Regions from separate parts of the Drosophila melanogaster genome. Here region 2 is linked to region 1. A link is a contact called in public Hi-C data. All regions are on one chromosome and are shown on one strand. The core of a region is the stretch at or near the end of the contact, and the rest is flanking DNA. Distances in the headings are between cores, read along the strand shown.

What was found. A called contact is a pair of places that touch in the nucleus more often than the background predicts.
Region 2: a contact with region 1 is called in a Hi-C map of the Kc167 cell line, with 1.7 times the contacts expected there. A contact is called at or near these places in 9 of 107 Hi-C or Micro-C datasets (the Clone 8 cell line, the Kc167 cell line, the Ras3 cell line and 4 more).

Annotation. Positions count from the first base shown.
Region 1 is chr2L:1,881,188-1,888,686 of dm6, reverse strand. It overlaps Wdr62 (WD repeat domain 62), which reads right to left and starts at 4,065. Exons shown (of 19, transcript NM_134786.6): 1 at 3,369-4,065. CG31663 reads left to right here and starts at 7,207. Exons shown (of 13, transcript NM_001272955.1): 1 at 7,207-7,375. CG15358 reads left to right here and starts at 5,473. Exons shown (of 1, transcript NM_001316377.2): 1 at 5,473-6,679. The coding sequence starts at 5,514. The coding sequence ends at 6,272.
Region 2 is chr2L:1,965,757-1,973,255 of dm6, reverse strand. It overlaps erm (earmuff), which reads left to right and starts at 2,894. Exons shown (of 2, transcript NM_001272960.1): 1 at 2,894-3,303.

The DNA of each region.
Region 1 (7,499 bases), core at 2,816-5,315:
GCGGCATTAACTTGTCATATCGATAGCCATAAAAGTAATTTTAAACAAAGCTACTACTAGCTGCACAGTATTCTGTCTTCAATTCCCAGCATAAATTTGAAAATGTTGCTTCAAACTTGGCATAATTGCCACTTCCAGTGCATAAATTAGTTGCCATAGATTCCAAGGGCTGCTGCTCCACCCCCAAAACTAGTTCCCATCCCAAGACTCCCACATAAAAGACGAACAGTTTTAAAGGCGGCAGCACATTCTAATTAAGCCACAATACAATGCAATTCAAGTCATTGGAAACGACCTCAAACAACGGTCGTGGAAGAATGCGTGGAAAGGGGGAAAGCCAGAGGAAATCTTCAAGGAAATCGAGCCGGGATCGGAGTGGTGAGGAGTGTTTTCCGGGCATAAATACTCGTACTCGCGCCGATACTCCGATGGAGATGAGTGCGAAGGAGGAGGGCCTTGTGTGCTCAGCAGCCATGTCTTATCGAATCGGGTTTGCCATTAACTTGGCCCGCACCAAAGTAAACTGCATTCCAGCCATACTCAAGTGCGAGTAGAGCCCTCCCGGGCTGCCCCATTCGTTCCGAACCCTTCATCGCCAGCATATTCTCCGAGTCTCCACCTCAGGAAGCGCCGGCAACTTACACGATATCAATAAAAAAGCACAGAGCTGAGATAAACTTGAAGAGCACCAGCAGGCCAGACACAAAACAGAAATAAATAGGATGCGGTGCAGCTAGCCCACCTGGAATGCCCTGCCAAGTAAGTCGAAAGATGACTACTTTTCGGTGAGCAATATACCCTTCGGAAGAGCATGGAATATGGATGTGGCGGAGTTCTGAAAAAAGGTGGAAGAGACACAGCAGCAACTTGCAACCAGAACAACAAGGCAACAAGTGGAGGGAGGGGGCGGAAGGCCAGGAAAATGCAGCAGCAAAAATGTTGCACCTTTGTTAGCTGCTGCTGGTGCTGCTGCCGTTTGTTGGTGGCGACTCTTGACTTCTGGCGGCCTAATGGATATGCAACGCATACGGCGAATTATCCAAAAATGTTGGCCGAAAGGGAGATGGCGCAGAAAGGTGGCAGAACACACAGGTGAGCTCTGAGCCAAAGTGCAGGCCACACTTCAGTCGAGACATTCCCCCAGGTTGCCATAATTTTGAGCCTTCTTTTTTGTTTGTCTTGTTGTGTTGCGTTTGCAAATTTACAGTTGCATTTTGTGGAATGCACTCGGGAATTCTTTTTGGCCTGGCCAAAACCTGTTTCTGGGAGACTGGGAGAGTTGTCTTATGAAAAGTGATGAAAATGGGTAGAAAATCGGCACTTAGCTGTGATAAACATAGTTTAAAAAGTTCAAGGTACTAGCCGTATGAAAAATCAAATTAAAGCCAATCTGTACAATCAAAGAATACCAAACAATTCTCCTTTGATTATGCACTAACCAACATTTTGCAGCTTCCTTTGCTGGCATTTCTGGCCTTTTCCTTATTTCCCAATTGATTGCGGCCAACACAGACTTCCAATTGAGCCGTGGCCATTAGTTGGAATATACGGCATAATATATAATGGGCCCAGTTTAAAGATGCAGCCAATAAGAGAGCGGCTGAGATAAAAAAGAACGCAGAAGACTGGCCAAAAGGCAATAAAAGAAGACGACGCATCGAGTAAATGATGTGGATGTGGAAAGGGGGAATGCCAAGGGGGGGAAGAGCCTGACAATGCCGACGCAGTTGGAATATTCAGATTTTCATATCGCATCTATGAGATACGTGAGCCCCTTGGCACACTCACAAGTGCAGTGAGAGAAATAAAAACAAGAACGCAGGAAATCCTTCGGGCTCGGGATCCCCGTAAACCGCCTGTAGATAAATTGCTCAAGCGGGAGAAACGAGTTGAATTCCAAAACTAGAAAAGATGGCCAGCAACGACTACAAAAACACTCAATGCGCACCTGTCGCCAGGTAAAAACGCAGACGGCGAACGTCTTAGTCAGCAAGGCAAGGCAGAGTAAAAGGGAAAAATAAACCAGAACTCAAAGACAAAAGTCCAGAAAAATCACACACAGGTAGAAAACAAACAGAATGGGAAAAATGGGAAAACGAAGAAGATCCCGAACGCAGAGAAGAATCAAAAAGAAACGGAGATCTAGCATATAGAATCAAAATCCACCTGTCACCGCCGATCTCACCATTCTTATTTCTCCCTCTCTCTCTCTCTCGCTTTTCCAAATTCTTCTGAGCGGCTTTGACATTTGATCGCGAGTTTCGGGGCGCTACTCTCTATTGGGAGTGTAGATTCAGGCCAGCAGTCTTATTGGTAATGAAGTAGTTTCTAAGTTCTTACGTTGAGTTTTTGACAAATTCTTAAAATATATACTTTTTCAGTAGATTATAATAACGAAGATTCAGATGATTCATGCACTAGTTTCTACAACTTTCTTATCGCATTGGATTCTTTCGTATCATCTTACAACTCCTCATTCGCCATCTCTTTCGCTTCTCGTATCTACAGTTTATTTTTAACCCTTGGGCAACATTAATGAGCTTAAACTGACCACTGTTGGCGGCTCAAAATGAAAACACCACAAGTTCGGTAGAAAAAAGATACGTAATATGAGCAAAGTCTTCACGAATTAGTCATTGTGATTAATGAGCCGCCGTTGCCGTTTCTCTCCCACCGAATACATCCGTCTCTCTCGCTTCTAGACAAAACGTGTCCGAGCTGCGCTGATTTATTTCGTGTGAGCTCTTCGGCGAAGATTACAGGTGTCTTCGGTGGACCGGGGATGTGTGGATGCCTTGTGCAACTCTTGGGCTACCCCTCCGCATTTATATGGATCAGCAGAGCGTTAAGGGGCTGGATCCCAGTGGCGAGTGCATGTGTTTGGGTCAAGTTCAGTCGTTTTGCGGCTGTATCTGCGCATTTGTGGGCTTATTTGGCTATGAAAACCAAGGAAAATGTTTGTCTGGCTGGATTTCGAAGAATGTTATTAGCAAAATGACATCTACTAAATATTTTTTCTCTCTATTTCTAGATGGTTATACCATGATTGCCAAGAGCATCCCAAATCGGGCAGCTTCTAACAAACGTCCCCTGAACTCCCAACTATTTGTTGACTTCGATGCGACGGCCTTCAAAGTGTGTACACACCAAGCCCAGCTGAGAGCGAAAAGCACCCCCAAAAGGGGGTGGTTCTGGATCCAAATCCGCCGCCCGCCCGTTTGCCTTCGAAAACGGTCTTTCTGGTCTAGGTTAGGTCGCAGAAATTTCGACACACACGCAGCATTCGGCGGAATGTGGTCCACCCCCGGATAAGGGGACTTATTCGCTGGGCGGAGGAAAAGTGTGTCACAGTCAGATTCGGAACTCACCTGAGCGAGGAAACTCCTTGGAAACTGGATTTTTTGGATTTTTTTTTTTTTTTGAGTGGCTCCTGCTGCTTTCTTTCTTCGCCGGCGTCCGTTCTTTCCGTTTTGCTGCTCTCACTTGCAGTCGGCTCTTCTGTTTCGTTTGTTGTTATGGTTTTGGCCGTGTCTCTTGCTTTTATTTGCAGACAGGTGCACTAACAACAACTGACAAAAACAACAAGCACACGCACGCACACACCGACGATTTTCGCGAGCGTCGCACACAGGCACACGCACACGTGAAAACAAACACACACACACACACCCGCGCGCAGAGGGACTTTGGCTTTGAACTTCTTCTTTCTTCTTCTTTCAGCTTTCTTTTGCTTTGCCCTTTTTGCTTTTGTGCCTTTTATCTAATCTCGGTTTCTGCGTGTAGATAATACCCAATAGCGAGTAGCCGCGCCACTTGACTTTAATTATTAACTATTTGTATTTCTCGCGTTCATCTGCCTCTTTCTCGCAAACGCCGCACGCTGCGAACGCAAAACATAGGCAAAAAACACATACACACACACACGGAGGCACGCGTACGCACACAGACACGGCGAACGGGGAGCGAAACACGTCCGACGCTGCGAAATTTTGGAGGCGCTTTGCCGCTTGGAGCCCCAAATGCCCCAAACAAACTAGAGGTGGCTGCAAATCGATATCGATAGAATCGAATTATGTGTTCAGTGTGACCAGAGGGGTGACAGTTCAAGAACGAGTTGGCATCCCCAGTCGTATTTGAAATGCTAATGTGACCAGAGTGCCAAAATACGGTCAGGCTAATAGTGAGATGTCAGTAAATGTAAAATGCATGATGTAGAATTACATGTAGATGAAAAGTCTCTTATCTCTAGTACAGTGTTTGGCCGTAAGAGGCGCCTTACGAAACTTTCAAAACAACAAATGAAACAGTTTTTAATTGATATATTTCAATTATATAATCTAATTTAATTTATATTTTAATTGATATGATGTAGTTCCATTGGTCAGAATATAAAATATATTTATATATATTGTTTTTATTTAATTATTCTACACTATTATATATACTATACTATATTTATTTTATTCATGCATGTGCTGCTCTAGTCAGCCTGTACTACATTTCATTAATCTTCCGCTTCGAATTCACATACCTACATAATATGTATATATTACATATGCATTTCGATCAGTTCCGTATAAAAAGGTATAAATAAGTTCGGAAATCATGTGCCGAATGAGTTTATCGCAACATGTTTGGGCTGCGAAACAGTTTATTGTGCCCGGCCGTGGCATTCTGCATCCTTCTCGGAGTGTCCAACTCCATCAGCGAGTCCGTTTGCGTCCTGAGCGATGCGCCTAATCAATGTGGTGCCTTCTGCATGGCAGCATTGCATCCGCTGTATGATCAGTGCGCCAAATCCTGGGAACAGGAGAGAAGCCTGTTGCAGATGATGGCGGATTCGTGGGCCGAGCAGAAGGAGCACTTGAATCATTATCAGGATGCTTGGAAGCTGTTGAATGTCCTTGCGGCGAATCTAAATGCCACCGCGAGCAGACTTGAATCCATCTTGGTGAGCAAGGCTGAGGAAGACCCCTTCAATTCACTGCTGTCTAGCCCTGGCCTCCGCTCTATTAAATGCAGCTCCTATTCACTGGAATCCTATGCATCCATCCAAACTTAAGATGAGTTCGATGAATGGCCATGAATCTGGCCATTTTCCACCTTTTCGCTTGGTGTAAATCGAAATATGATGGTGGCAAAATTGTTTATAAAAAGCTCAAACCCACAGATTGCAACTGAGTTGGTCTTTTTTTAATTGCGAGACTCCTAATCACTCAATTTGCCAGTGGGACATGTTTTAATAAAAAAAAAAACAAAAATATATTTTACATATTTGTTTATCTAATCATAAAGATGTGCCAAATGCTGTATGCAGAGAGTAAGAACGGTTTTCGTGTCAAAACACACTCTTATTGAATTGAATTGATTAGCACAGAATTAACCAAATGCATGCAATTTAAATCAATATTCAAATTATGTAGATCACCTCGTACTAATTTTGAGGGCACTACTTAAGCGTGTCGGTAAAAGCATTCGCTGCTCATTGTTTGTGGATACAGAATATACGGAATATGCAGAAGCTCAGTATTTGGCTGTTACTTGCTCTTTTTGCCTGGAATGCGCACGCGCCTTCAGCTGCAATGCCGTCAGTGTGCCTGCTGCAGGATGCGCCGCAACAATGTGGCGAGTTCTGCTTAACAGCACTGAGCCCCATGCTGGATCACATTGCCAGGCACGAGGGCGAGTGGACTTCGAGTGTTCTGCAAGCGAACGCAACGGAGGCGAGACTGGCCAGGATCGAGACTCTGCAGACGGCGATGAACATCAGGCAGAAGGTCCTGCAAGAGGGCTTCCCTAAGGACATCGTGGCGAGGCTGGATAGACTGGAAAGCCAGCAGGCGGCGCTCTTGCGGATACTCTCCAAGTTCGATAGGAAAATAGTTGCGCCCAAGTTCGAGCTAATCGGCTCGAGGTTCTTCTACATAGAGGACGAAACGCGTAGGAACTGGACCTCGGCTGGCAGCGCCTGTCGCCAAATGGGCACCCAACTGGCCACCATTCGCAGTGCGGAGGAGCTGGCTGCGCTCAGGGCCAAGCTGAACAAGGAGCGACACTACTGGCTGGACATCACCGATCTGGAGAAGGAGGGCGACTTCAGAATCTCCGCGTCCGGCAAGAGGCCCAACTTCCTCAAGTGGAGAGCGGGCCAGCCCAATAACTTCAGTGGCAATCAGCACTGCGTTGATCTTTTAGACGGGCTTATGTACGACAACAAATGCGAAAGTCTGAGCTACTTCATATGCCAGTCCGACGATGATAGTTTGGACTAAGAGTGGCCGCTAAATACTTAGTTCGTTAGTTACATATACTAAGTCCAATCAGTTCGTTTAACACCGAAAGCCAAGTCCAAGTACCTGCTCATTTTTGCACAAATCATTATATTGTATTTGTTACAAACGACGCAATCTGGGATCTTAACTCTTGCTCGATTCAATAGGGTTTCGTTTCAGCTTCTGGTTGAGGCTCCCTGAACTCACAGCTGATAAACGTTAACGAGTGCCGGAGTCTGGGACAACTTTGCTTGCGTATTTTGTTTTACAACATGTTTGTGTTTGCCCCTGATATCCAAAATCCAACATCCATCCAGATAGAAGCGTGCTAAATATAAAAGTATCTGATAATCGCTCTATCTCTGACATCTCCTCTCCGCCCAACCGAGCAGATAAAGTCGTACAGCAGAAAGTCGCAGAAGGACAATGGGGTTACTTGAGTATTCAACCGATCGACAAGAGCTTCTGTTGCCCGAATTAGATATATTTGTAGTTTGCTGCTTAGTGGCGAGACAGATTAAATATTTTACTTTGCACTCACATGACACACGAGATGGAGTCCCACTATCTTATCTGACAGCCAACAAAACAAAGTTATGAACTCCGTTCAGGAAGCGCCGCTAGTCAGTTGAGCCCCTCATATAAAGGCTTAAATGTTTATGTGGGAGGTTGGGCCGGGTCAGTGGGGCGTAAATATTCCGAGACACGGCGAAAAATCTGCTGAGAATTGGCCGGTTGTCAGGGCACTCATATCTGGTAATTTGGCGCCCCGAACACGTGCTTTGATCCCAATTAATCATTCGATATGAATATGTAATTTCCCTATCTCTAATGAGTTTTTCCCTCCATGTGCAGGCGCTATCGAGGAATATGCTCGATTTTGGTCAGTTCAGTACGGTCTTCGCTTCGGTTTGCAACGCTTTGTATAAATTTATAGAAATCTTCGCTAAGGGAAATGCATGAAACTTTTGCGATACTGGCACAATTTTCCCGTTCAAAACCGTTCAAGAGTCCCAGGACAGCCATCAGTGGAATTTTCGAGTGGAGAGGCGATTATTTCACTGCCTTTGAATACGGCTGATGTTGTTGAGTTGTGAGAGAACGTAAGGAAATACAAGTTTAAGATCATTCTATCAATGATTAGATCCAACTAGCTATTTTTTTGAAAAATTATCATTTTTCACTGTGCACTGTGCTGCTCTCTCTCTCTCTCTTTTGGTATCTTAA
Region 2 (7,499 bases), core at 1,645-4,144, 86 kb before region 1:
ACACACATTGCCATGCAGTGGTGCGAAATTAATCAACTTGGAAATCATGCGCTTTTCCAATATCCTGCATTTTCGAGTGAACTCCGCTGTGCTGATTAATTTTGGACAATATTCCCCACTGTCACAAAGCAGATTATTGAGTCTCAAAATTTAGAGACAATTTTTTTTTCTGGTGGACTTTTGGTAACGAAAGTAAAAGCCGGTTTTTGAGCGATAAGTAAAGTTCATATTTTTTGAGTGCCGATGCATTCGAATGGTCGTTCTGTTGGAGTGAGTGAGCTGGCAACAGTTGGTGTGGGTGCCTGTTGAATTTCCAGCGGGAGCGAAAGAGATGCAGCGACAGCGAGAGAGCAACAGTAACAAAATGTCGAGGCTAATCAACTGTGCGTGTGTGTGTGCCTGTGTGAGTGAGCGAGGACACACCCACCGATTGGCCATGCGAAAAGATGGATGCTAGAGCAGTGCGACGCATGCGCTGCCATTTTGTGCGCCGACTGCGCTGCTTCCTGCCATTTGATACGCCCACTAACGGTGCTTCGTGCTCATCATTAAGTTGCACCCACACATATCGGTGCGCGAACACATACTGCACACATAGATGGATTCTATTTACCCACCCGTTGAGCCTTTTGCCCGGGCCTTTTGCTCGCAGCAGCTCACCTGGATCTCTCGGTCCACCTGGCTCCGTCATTTTGTTGTTGCCGCCGACGAAGGTGCACTCAAACAAATAGTTGAATTAGGTGAGCAGCTATTAAGAATCATTACTTAGCAATAATAAATGATAGTTTCTTTTGTATTATATCTCACTGTCTTTATATTCACTAGTTACAATTGAAGGCGCTTTATTCGTTGCTTTAGTAGGATTAGAACAAATATGAAATGAGTACTCCCCTTTATTTCTTTCAGTGTGCTCGCTCATTTCGTTGCGTGCTATGTAGAGAAGGTAAAGGCTCCTCCGCTGCTGCTTCACAGCGTCTTTTATTTAATATTTTATATGCAAACATTTTATTATCCCTTTTTTCAACTTGGGCTCTCGTCTTTTTTCCTGCCTTGAATTTTGGCTTTTGTCCATTTCAATTGCTGTAATGAATGCCATATCTCCTCCCTTCGTCCTTCGTCGCCAGCATACCTCCGCTTTCCTTCCTCCGCTTTCATTGTTGCAGACACTCGAGGTGTGGAAAATGCATAAAGTTGATTTCTTTAGCGCTGTGCGGAAAAGTCCCATGGAAAAGTTGTCGTTATTAAATGTTCTGTCTGAATAATTCCGTCTTCTTTACACAACGAAATTCTAAACATTTCTCCTGACTATTATATCTATCGCACACTATCAGAAGTCCATCGAATTCATGACTATTTACATCGAAATCAATGACGGGGTCCTACAAAATGAACAAATACAGTTCTCGCCGAGAATCAGGACCTTTTCAGTTCAGTTCACAACGAGAGGGAATACGAGATCGCCTGCCAATTGCGAATTCCCATAGACTTTTCCCTGCGCCTGGGAATTTCGTGCGGGCTTTTGACGTTTGCCTTGCATCTAATTACTGTAATTATTTGATTAAAAAATCTCCCAGGGTGCCCACTGGTTTCACCTTTTCCCTTGCACCCTGCCCTCCTCTCTTTCCCCTCCCCTGGACCACGCTCTCCTCTCTCTCTCTCCATCTCCATTTCACCGAAACAATGGCCTCACATGTGGGTATTTGTGCTTGGTTGTCATGGACTCCGTAGAAAATTCAGATGCGGAGCATTATTCACATGCCCGCGCTGGAAACTGCACAAAAATGCGATTCCACAGGGCATTTCGTATTGATTCTCGCTTGTTTTTTGCCTTTGCCCTCCGATTTCGATAAAGGCCCAGCGGGAGAGGGAGGGGGGAGACGTAGAGAGCGTGAGAGGGGGCACCCGAAAATACAAAAAGGAAGCCAACAAAAACTACAACTTAAAAGAAAATACAGTAGGTGATGTGAGGAAAGTTACAAAAGAAAGATGTCGATGCTTCGAAATTATACATGTTTCATATCAGACTTTATTTTTCTATATTAAATGGAAGATATAATCCTATATAGCATTAAATTTATGCGATTTAGAACGTAAAAAGAAGACTTTAAAAAATGTTTATTTTGGTGGCTTTAAAGACTTAGATCTATCATCAGTAGACCTCAATGATGGACAAACGAGTCTTCGACTTACAAGAATAGATCTAAATATTGCACTAAAAGCTACCTTTTTCATCGCCAAGAAATCAAGGACATTCGCCCATGCAGGCGACCACTGTACTCACCTGTGTAAATGAGAGCGCAAAAAGAGGCAAATCACAAGAGGAGCAGCCCGCGACGATGCCAAATTGCAGTGCAAATATGTACACACGAGTGATGGGAGCGGGGTGTCGAGGGGTGCTACGAATAGCAGATGGAGTGAGGTTATGTAGCGCTTAGTAAAAGGACAGTCAGCAGCTGCAGAGCATGGATAAAGGGAGAGCGGAGGCAGAGAGAAGCAGATGATGAGCATGATGGCGTTAATAGCACACACACTCACTCACACCAGCACCCCATTTCTGTCTAGCTCGCTCTTGCACCCCACCCCACTCAGTGCCCACCCCCAAAATGAGTGCGAGTGAGACGCATTACGTGATAATGACGTTTGCGGCTCTCCGTTCTCCAGCTGTCAGTTGGGCGAGAACGAGAGAGCGCGACGGACGCTTGTTGTTGCTGCCCCTTTTGACTTTTCCCGTCGGCAATGCCATTTCCCTTCGCGTGTGGGAGTGAAAGAGAGATAGTGATAGGGGAACGCGCTCTCTTATTGATCAAATTTACCGTTGCTTTCGCCGTCGCCATATTTCATATATATGTCGCTCAAAGGACATCGCAACTTGGCTGTTGCGTTTTTGCCTTTCGCCTTAATTTACTTTGGCGCATAAATCAAATATTTACATTCCGAAATTGACGTCTTGAAAGCGCGGTCGCAAACTCACCGTTCGTCGTCCTTTGGCGGGTGTGTGTCTATGTGCGTGTGTGCAGGATTTAATGCCAAAGACAAACAGTTATTTCACCTCAAGCCGATTGGAAGAACACAAAAAAGTTCCAAAAATAATAAACACGCTTTGAAGTGAACACCCGAAAAGAAACACAAGGAACCTTAGGAAATTCAATTCAATTTCCGCGAAGAAATTTCATCTCAATATTAACTCAAGCTCAAGACATCAAAAAAGGATATTAATTGCTGTGCGTAAACACTCGGAGCCTGGATTCTGGCAAATAAAGCGTGCGTGCGGAAAAGCCTTCGCCAATATTCCCCCACCCATTGGTAAGTTTTCCTCTGTTTGACTTCCATCTATGTATTTTAATGGCTGTTTGCGCAAGGTTGAGATAAATTAGCAATTTCGGATGCTTTCTAATTGGTTACTTATTCGGCACAGATTGATTGGATGTCATTTTCGTTTGAAGAAATATACATCTTGAAGGTTGTGCAAATCCTGCCTAGAAACGTTTATAAACAATTTACGATAACAATACAATATATGTAACAGACCCTTTTTAAAACCATATTTTACTTTATTCCCGATTATGAAACTCATCACCCTAATAAGAATTCATATCACAAAAATAATTGACTTTACAATCTTTAACCAATTATAATGATATTGTTTTCTAATATCTTAAGTCCCGACTTATTTATTTAAGTCAAATAAATGTTACTTGTACTGCTCCAAGCAACTTCTGTTCATCAAGAAATCCCCAAGTCCTCACAAGAAGACGTTCATCCCTGGGGAGCCGAAGTGGCGACCAGAAGAACTAAAATATTTAAGCCGGCGCCTGGTAAATGCCAACTAGCCGCTAAGCCGGCCACTCGACTGGTTTTCCACTTGCCACTTTTCACTTGGCCCACTGGCTAGCTGGGGAAAAGGGGGGAGAACGCGGAAAACGGGGCCACTCGAGGCGGCGAGTGAGTTGCCCCGGGCGGTGGCAAAGGATCAGACTCAGACGTGTGTGAGTGTGAAATGAAATGGAAAGTGTCCTTACAAGCTGCCAACTGAGCGCGACAATCTGTCAAACGTTCAACTGTTCAAATGTTCAAATGCTCAGTGGTCGTCTGTCGGCCGTCGTCTATCAATTGTTAATGTCACAGACGCCCAGCGTGAAGGAAGAACGTGCTCCTTGTTGAGGGTGGAGGTGATACACGTTGGAAAACATAAGTCATCAAGATTAAAGCAAGACATTTTCAAAATTCATAGTTGAGTTTCAGTGAAAAGACGAATACTTACTTACATTACCACATTAGAAATTTAATCTATACCATAAGAACATTACAAGTAATACGTTTTTCTCCCAGTGCAGAAGCTTGACTTAACTTGATGTTTTGGCCTGTTTAACTTTCGCTTGGCTGACGCGGGCTTTCTTTATTTTTAATTGGGATTTGTGCCGCTGGGTTGGGCCAACGCCTTGGCAGGAGTCGCAGGACTCTCGCCCTCGCCGACAATTCGCGGCTCAGTGGGCAAGGAGCCACGTGGTTGCTCCTCGCGTTTCCCCCGTGAAATGCGCTTTTGAATAAAAGCACACAATGTGCAGTCCTTTGAAATAAGGGAAGCGTTCAGCGATTTCTACTTTCCATTTTGTGGCTTCACTCGCTTTTTATTTGGTTTGGTTTTTTGATTTCCTGACACGGGTACGCCGGCAATCGTTGTGACATTTTAATTGTTTATTTGCTCAGAGTCCTTGCCCTCGTCCGTTCCGCATCCTGTATCCTGAATCCAGCATCCAGCATCCAGCTTTTCAATCCTGCATCCCACTCAAGTGCTCGAGTTCGGCGCGCAAATATATATTTGTTCCGTTCAAAGATTTGCGGGTGAGAGAAGTTTTCTTTTGTTACCTTTGAAGGAATCGAATTCGCGGGCTGTCCTGCGGTGGAGAGTCCTTCGCGAAGTCCTCCACTTCGCTGGCTGGCGTGTATTGGTTAATGTAAATATTTGGCTTTTGTTGTCACTTCAAGAGCTCTCCGCTGCTGTTTATTATTAGTTCCCCCTTTTTTTTCCGAGCACTTTGCATTTCATGCGGTCATTTTTTGCAACTCGCCTGGGAATCGAGAAACTTGGCAGCTTCACTACTCTCAATAGAAGTATGTAAAGTATAAAGTAGCTTTTATGGGAATGAAATGCGAGAGCACTCTAGTACTCGGTATATAATCCATGTGCTGGCCAGACTTCATTTTAAACAGTCGCAATGACCGAGCAAGTTATTAACTGCATTTGAAATATCTTTATCAGCAAATCTCATAATGTACAACACACTTTTCCATGAGAATAAGCCGACTTATCAATCAAATACTCGCCGTTCTATTGCCCCGCAACCCGTCGAATTAAGCCAGCTTATCAGATGTATCTTTTACATGTCGCTGACTTCGTGCGATATCAATATTTAATAAAAACTTCCCTCACACCCCCGGGCAAACACTTGAACGGCAGCCGAATAAAAAGCCGAGCGACGAACGGTTAAAAAATCAACATAATCAACTTGGAAGTGCAACAGTGGCAGAGAGCTGGAAGAATCTGAACCACCACCACCAGGCGCAAATGGATGGTGAGTTCGTAGCTCTGGGCACCCTCATATCGCCGCCTGGTTGAACTCAATCAAACATTTCGGGCACTGCCTAATAAGCCAGTGGCTTGCATATGGCAGTTTATTAGATACAAATTGTTGGAATTGCGATTGGGAAATCGGCCACCCCCCGTGGAAAATAGACGTCGCCCATTTTGCAGCTCGGCTGCCCTGATAGTTGCTCTGTTTGTCGGTGCGATTCGATTTGGGTGCTTGGCAAGGGGTTGCTGCATGCAGGATCGCCATGTGTAGCCATTTTTTGGGCCGTGATTCTGGAACAGGACTAACCCCTATAAGGGATTCGATTCAAGTGCGCAAAAAGCGAGTAGTGAATAAAAAAAGGAACTCGCAACATGAGAGTGCGGAGCGGGGTTCGTTCGCTTGAAAAACCAGCAATTAAGTGCTGCGTTTATGTAGTTTCCCCCGAAGTCCCGATTCACTACCCCCCTCCCCGGCAAGCCACTGTAACTTTTTGTTTATTATGCCTAATTGCAGTTACTCCATCATCATCACCATTATCCCTGTGCGCTTTTGTCTGCGCTCCTTTTGCAGCTGCCTTCATTCGCCTCGCTCTTTGTCCTTCCGCCCGAACCTGTCCCACATGGCGCATGCTTGATATTTCGCACATCCGCATACTTGCATAAGGCAAGTTCCTTCTTCGAGGCGTTTCCCCGAGCCACTTGCAGGCTTAGATATTTGCATTACTTGCCACTTTTTGCGGCACTGCTCTACAAATGATTTCAGCGCTCGTTAGGAGTTCGCTTTTTTATTTGTGTTATTTATTTTCTCATTTGCTTCTGGCTTTCATGTGGCGAAAATTGTTAGTTTCAAGCTGAGCATTGGAAACTTGCTTGGCTTTGCACAGTGGGCGACATAACGTTCTGTATGTAGGAATATCCTAGAGAAGGGTTACGAACGGGGTGGATCCATAGGGGTCCTACATGTGAACATCGCCGACCGAGCAGCGGGAATACTTTTTACGTAGCTGAGTGCCATTCAACTTGTTTCGCATTTGAATAGTTCGTCAAGTATTCAGTTTTGCGAAGAACAGGAACATATCCTTGCGATCTTAAGCAACATAATGGTGGAGAATATGAAAAACATATCGCTTACTTTTAGCTACAGTAAAACAATAAGAATTCCCATTGAAGACAGACACTTTCGCGGCCGTGGAAATCATTTAAGTGGAGATTGCCAACATGCAAGTGCCCCGCCAACAACTGAGCCACTCAGACGGAGGTCGATGAAAAGTAAATTATAGTCCACAATGGCATTTGGGGGGCTGTGCCGCAGACAGTCGGCAAATTACCAGTCGCAAATGGGGAATTTATTTTTAAAACCCCACTTGGGGTCTAGGTTGGGGCCGCTGGAACCGCGATGGTTGCACATTTGAAGGCGCAACCCGGCGAAACAAAATGGCGGAATCGAATGGATTGGATGCAATGGTGTGGAATGGGAATGGCTGTTGCCTTGGTGTGCGGATAATTTGCATGTGCGCTGATCATTTGACAAGCGACAACAAATTGCCGAGGCCAGGATTTATGCCGCTTCCATGCCCGTGTTCCGTGGATAAACCAACCCCGCCTTGAGCCATCCATGGAGCATTGTGGCAGTGGTGGCTGCATCCTAGTGTCAATATTTGCGCTGGTCATGTAAACACTTTAATAGCATGTTTATCGGCTAGTTGGGTGCGCGATATATCTCCCAGATACTTGACAGCTGTTGCAATTCGCGCTCGAACTGCGCGATTCATGAGTTTCCGCCTTATTTGCGTTTGGGCTTGCGGCATCCGCATCTGAGATTTCTGCCCTCCTGCACCGCACCGAATGTATCTTTCAGATAGCTGTGTACCTTCGCTATTTGCGCCGGGCAAATAGTTTTGAAGAGGGCGCCAATTTGTTTGCCGCT